Linked DNA regions of Anas platyrhynchos: region 1 is linked to region 2. The links are chromatin contacts, called in public Hi-C maps. All regions are on one chromosome and are shown on one strand. Each heading gives the region's core, a stretch centred on a gene start, on an enhancer-like site or on the middle of the called end of the contact. The rest is flanking DNA. Distances are from core to core; before and after follow the strand shown. Region 1 overlaps LOC110351925 (a long non-coding RNA gene). Region 2 overlaps LOC110351925 (a long non-coding RNA gene).

The links. A called contact is a pair of places that touch in the nucleus more often than the background predicts.
Region 1: a Hi-C map of subcutaneous adipose tissue shows a contact between it and region 2, with 2.2 times the contacts expected there. The contact joins two enhancer-like sites. A contact is called at or near these places in 2 of 8 Hi-C or Micro-C datasets (skeletal muscle and subcutaneous adipose tissue).

The regions. Positions count from the first base shown.
Region 1 is chr3:43,003,612-43,006,311 of IASCAAS_PekinDuck_T2T, forward strand. The region is part of intron 2 of LOC110351925 (a long non-coding RNA gene); the gene reads right to left. Among named protein-coding and RNA genes, the nearest start is that of BICRAL, 87 kb to the right of the region's middle. Within about 2 kb of position 1,425, at least 1 of the 8 cell types and tissues checked has an H3K27ac peak or open chromatin away from gene starts, as enhancers often do. A contact at or near this core is called in subcutaneous adipose tissue, where this site is marked.
Region 2 is chr3:42,834,327-42,837,026 of IASCAAS_PekinDuck_T2T, forward strand. The region is part of intron 9 of LOC110351925 (a long non-coding RNA gene); the gene reads right to left. Among named protein-coding and RNA genes, the nearest start is that of PKDCC, 21 kb to the left of the region's middle. Within about 2 kb of position 1,290, at least 1 of the 8 cell types and tissues checked has an H3K27ac peak or open chromatin away from gene starts, as enhancers often do. A contact at or near this core is called in subcutaneous adipose tissue, where this site is marked.

The DNA of each region.
Region 1 (2,700 bases), core at 175-2,674, 170 kb after region 2:
AGCGTGATGAAATTAAAACGCAATAGGACATGAGTTCACTGAGTTCACATACCAGTGAAAATCTGTTTTAAGATTTGAAACTGAAGTTAAAAGCATAGTAAAGATACAAATTCCTGCTAATCTGAAACTTTCTCTTTCTCACCTTGTCATAAAAGCCCTTTGTGCCTGTAACCACAGTCCCTTATCTATCCTCCAGACTCAGCCAAAAGGAAGCTGACACCTCATCAGAAGATATCTAGGGAGAATGGTACTACTCGAATCCTACTTCTATCTTCAGAATGATATTTTAGTCTTCAAGGGATGGCAAAGGATTTCCACAAGCAGATGGATCAGCAGAAAATGTAACTGAACAGCTCATAAACAACATGTCCTTCTCATAACCAGCTAGTTGGTTTTCTGTTTCATGTTCTTACTTTTAAGTACACAGCTGTAACTGTGTCTTTGTCTAATACCTATAAATTTCATTTCCCTAGCTGCTACCCTGGAATTAGAACAGCTTTAAGTAACCATCATAAATGAACATAGGTTTTCACTACATGACCAATATTACTCTTTTTCTGCTGTGATAGTTTCTTAACTTTACATTATTAAATGTTAGTTTTCCCACTTAGAAGAATCTAAGCTCTATAGCCTAAGAGATCAGAGTAGATAATGTCAGTCACTGCTGAATGGAAGAGAGACAACCCTACCTAGGTACTGCGTGGTAGAAACCTGCAATGTGTGTAGGACTTTGCAGAGTAAGATTTAGCAGGCACCAGTTACGTTGCTGTAAAAAATACCCTTTTTCAGTGAAAACATACGCATAGCCCTTTCTTTCCTGCTTCCTAGTTTTTTAGCTATATTCCATTTTTCCAAATGTTTACATAGTATTTCTGCAAAATAAATCTTGGACTTTAAAGATTTTTTTGCTCAGTCATTGCCTTTGACTACTTGTTATATCAGGGTGCACCTTTGATACTCCTTTATTGTTTTTTGTTCCAAGACAAACAGTTCAGCAGGGGACCAGGTAATGGTGAATAAAGAAAAATGCAAAATGAATGGCATATAATAATGTTCTTTATCCAAGAACATCTTTTATTGCACATGCCACAGTCATTAAATATAATGTTCTCTTCTCCCAGTACTTAAGAAAAAATGAGTCTTGGAGTCAGCAAACCATCCAAAGATGTGCCTACCTTTAAGCCTGTAGAAAGTTTTAGAAATGTTAACTGGAGTAGTTGTATGCCTGCAGTTAAGCATCCCTAGAAATATTTCACTGACTTCTGAGCCAAAATGTGTTTGCATTATAGTTTGGGAATAGCAAAGGACAGAGAACAAAAGGAAGAGTTATTCAGAATTTGGACAAATAACTGTAAATACATCTTTTGGTGTTATTAAGCCAATATTGGCTCTGTTCAGAATTCACTGACTGAACACGCAGTCCTAATAATCACAGCTGAAAAACACAGACCATGGACGTTTATTGATTTAGACAAGATCACTCCTCACAGGAGAGAGTGCCTCTAGTTTTACAGACCTTTTAATTCCCTGTACACCATTCCTTTCCCTTTTACAAATCTCCTGCTGTGAAACTCTAATGCACTCTTGAGACACTAGAAATCATGGAACTAACCCTGTAAATTGTCCATCAGCCAAAAGAGGAAGCAACTCCCAGAATCAAGGAGTTCAGTTCATGTTATCCACGTTATGTTTTTGTTCAGAGCATAAACCATATACCACCACATACTGCCAGAATCTGAAATGCTGTTGCAATGCAGATAATACCTACAGATTGTTGTTTTTATTGGTGTTATTCTTTTGCCACATCTCCCCCAAAAAACATAGGTACCTAATATCTAATGCATCTACTGGCCAAAAACGTCATTTCTTATTTTAAGCAAATCCAACATTCCATGCAAATGGAAGTAATTTCTGCAGTACAGAAAGTCCTTTCAGAAAATGCTGAACTGATTAGTATTATGGAAAAGTGGAACTAATTACTATAGTGATATAACAAAAAAACAAAGCTAGAAATTAAAGCCATCCAATTCTTGCAAAAAAATAATGGCCAATTTCCCACACATAGAGCCTTTATGAACATTCATTAAAAGGCAAAAGCAAGATAATCACATATCCCCTACCTAACCCATAAATGCAGGCCTCTGCACATCTTTAAGAAACAGGAGTATATAGAAGAGCTTACACAAAAGTTTCATGCCAAGGCTTGGTTGCTGTTCAGAAACTCACCAAAAGGGCTAGTTTACTCCCTAAAAATTAGGTTTGATAGCACAAAACCTTATCTGGCAGTCAAGCCCCATGCAAGCCTGAGGCAGAGACCTTTCACTGGCCCTTCTCTCCATGGTAAATTTCACCTTTGGAAAAGGGAGGCCATGGGCTTGTCTGAACAACATGTGCCCCTTTTTTGAAGGAACACCGTCAAGGCTGAGAGGCCAACTCATTAACCTATCCCCCAGCAGTCCCATCTGGATGGTCTTATCTGTAGGAATTCAGTCGTTCATTTATTTTTTCAACCACCATTTGTGACAGAGTTTCTTAAAAAGCAGACTCATGACTTATTATTAGCACATGGGCAGGTCAGCACACAGGTTTATTTGCTGTTAACCAACTTCCTACCATGCTGTGTTTAAAACCTCCAAAGGGACTCTGAATAGGTTGTAAATGTAGGAGGTTGAATTCTTCAAGGTAAGAACTTATGATGGT
Region 2 (2,700 bases), core at 40-2,539:
GCATAGATTTATGCAATAAATTCAGTCACTGTACTATGCTGAATTCTGTTAAACTCCCAGTGCTCTGGGGCAGAAGTTGTAGCTTTTCCCTGCCAGGTAGGTGTTTACGAGCCTGGTAGCACCAGAAGCGTTTCTGGAGCCCACAAACATAATTTAGCTGCAGTAATGTGAAATTACTGAGTCTGTCTCGTGCCGACATGTGTTACATGCAATTGTAAAAAGGAAAAAAGTTTAACAGCTTAGCCACAAAGGAATGTTTATATCTGATTACACTAACTGCTAATTTAATGGTAGTTAATCAGTGGCATGTAACACAAGCCAAGCAGCCCAATGGATTTATTGATGAATGGCTTTTAAAATTGTTGTTAGAAAACTGGTGCATTTGTTACATTAAACAAGCGAGTAAAGAGCCCTATGAAACAGTAGCACATTTGCTAAGGGCAAATTTCTGCTTCAGTTACTATGGTTCAAATCCCAGATTTCTCCAAATTCACATTGAACCAAAAGGCCAGTATATGAGCTGCAGGCTCAATCCTGCACAACACAGAAGAAATTCCTTGAGGGTGATATCAGGAGGTGCCACCTAACTGGGACACTGTGAATTTTCAGGCAAAACCAGGAACCACCCTGGAACCTCTTTCGATCTTTACCTAAATTTAGCCTTTTTTTTTTTTTTTTTTAGGCGGGGGAGGGGAAGACTGGGAAAAGACAACACTGAGACTACAACTTGAGGTTTAAATACTGGAGTGGGATTTTTATTCTGCCTGGTATAGGTGTGTCTCTACCCTTGCACACCAGCTACAGGTCTATAAAGTGCAAGGAACATTTTTCCTTCCCCCTGAAGTCCGCAGGCACTGAGAAGTGGATGCAGCACTAACAGCTGCACAACAACATCATCTCACAACGTGTGAGACTGTGTACACATGGGTTGAGGGGGGCTGATTTAGGGGAAAGGAAAAGGAAGGTATGGCCGCCTTATCCCCTCTGGCAAGTATTGATTTGCCTGGATGCACACCTCACCTCCCCAAATCTGACCCACACAGCTGCCACTACCACACAGCTTGTTTTTCTTAGAATGAAATATGAGCGAAGAGAGCCAGCAAAGCAGAGCTGGAAGCAGATCCCCACAGAGTGCATCCAGGCCTGAGATTAAAAAGCTGAGCAAAAGCTTTTAAAGAAGATCAGGCTGAACCTTCTCACTCGCGGGGGCTTCTCTGAGTGGCTGCTGCTCTCTGCTCCCCCCCAGAGCACTGCAGCATCCTGCCTCAGCCTTCTGACCCTTAGGCCAGCTGTAATCATTGGGAGTTTTTACTCCTGACTTGGCTGGGAAGAGGCCAGCTGCCAAGTGAGAGGCATCTGTAAAGGAGTAAAAAGTTTAAAATTATGTCAGTTATTTATTAATGTGAGACAGTTTACTGAATGCTGCCAAAATTTAAGAGCTTCTGTTTCCCTGAGAGCTTCAGTTCCTTCTTGTGTAACTGTCAGGAGCGTGTCCAACATTGCCTATTTCATGAATAATTTTCTTTTATTATTTAACTGGCAGATTTCAAAGGCAGGCAAAGAAAAAAATAACTACTACATTTGGGCAGACCTGGCAAATGAGGTGCCTCATGACCCAGTGTTGTAACTACGGGGTATTCAAGTAAGGTTCAAGTGAAACATAAAACCCAGCCAAAACTTTGATACCGTATTAAATTCACCCCGATGATATTATTGCAGGGAAAACAGACTAACTAGCATGGCAGTAATTTATTTTTCAGAATTAAGTGTGAGCCAACCCGTAGAGGAGGCAGTTCATTAAACCACCTCTCAGCTTGATGGCGAGCACGGGGAGCCCCAGTAGACCTCCAGTTCTTGATAAAAATAGTATCAGCTATGCTAAACCAGTTGCTCTGTTAATAAAAATCTGTCATTAACGTTATGACTCATCTGATCCTGCATGCCACAGGTATAGAAATGCACATCTGGAAGTGACAAACAAGATAGAGGAGGCAAAGAGAAATTAGATTTGGCAGGCATGAGAACATTACCATAGAGTTTCCAAGTGGCCCTCTCCTGGTGGCAGGGTTGGGCACAAGAAGTAGTCCATTTCTGTGTTGAAGGAAAAAAAAAACACACACAAAAAAAAAAAAACACACACACAACTACACCCACAGGAGATACCTATTCTCTTCACCAGCTCTTAAGAAGGCATAGGTGACTAGGCTTTAGCTAGTTGAGCTGACCAGCAGTAGGGGCAATAATCCTCTTTTGGGTGGGTATTGCTCAAACCCATGTCCTTTTCCTCTGCACTCCTTCCTAGGGCCACAGTTGGGAAAGCACAGGCAGCTGAGGCCCAGAACTGAAAGTCAAAATTCATTTGGAATTAAGAGTCAAACACAAAAAGAACTGATGAGGTGAGTGAAAGATATATAGAACTAAAGATTTAAGTATCAAGACTGCATTTTCCAGAAACAGTAAGAGATTTCTGATTTCCCAGAATCACTTAGAAGAGAAAAACTCAAGCATAGGCATCTCTCCATTTAGCTAGGGATCTGGAGCCAGCTACATCCTGAGTAAAACACACTGCAAATCTGTATTTGCAGCTGAAATAGACCAGTTAAGTGCTTACCAACATGTCCTTTGCATCCCCTGTAGATGGAGACAAACATCAGCTTGGACTGCATGCTTTCTCCTCCACCCTTCCCCATCATTTACCAT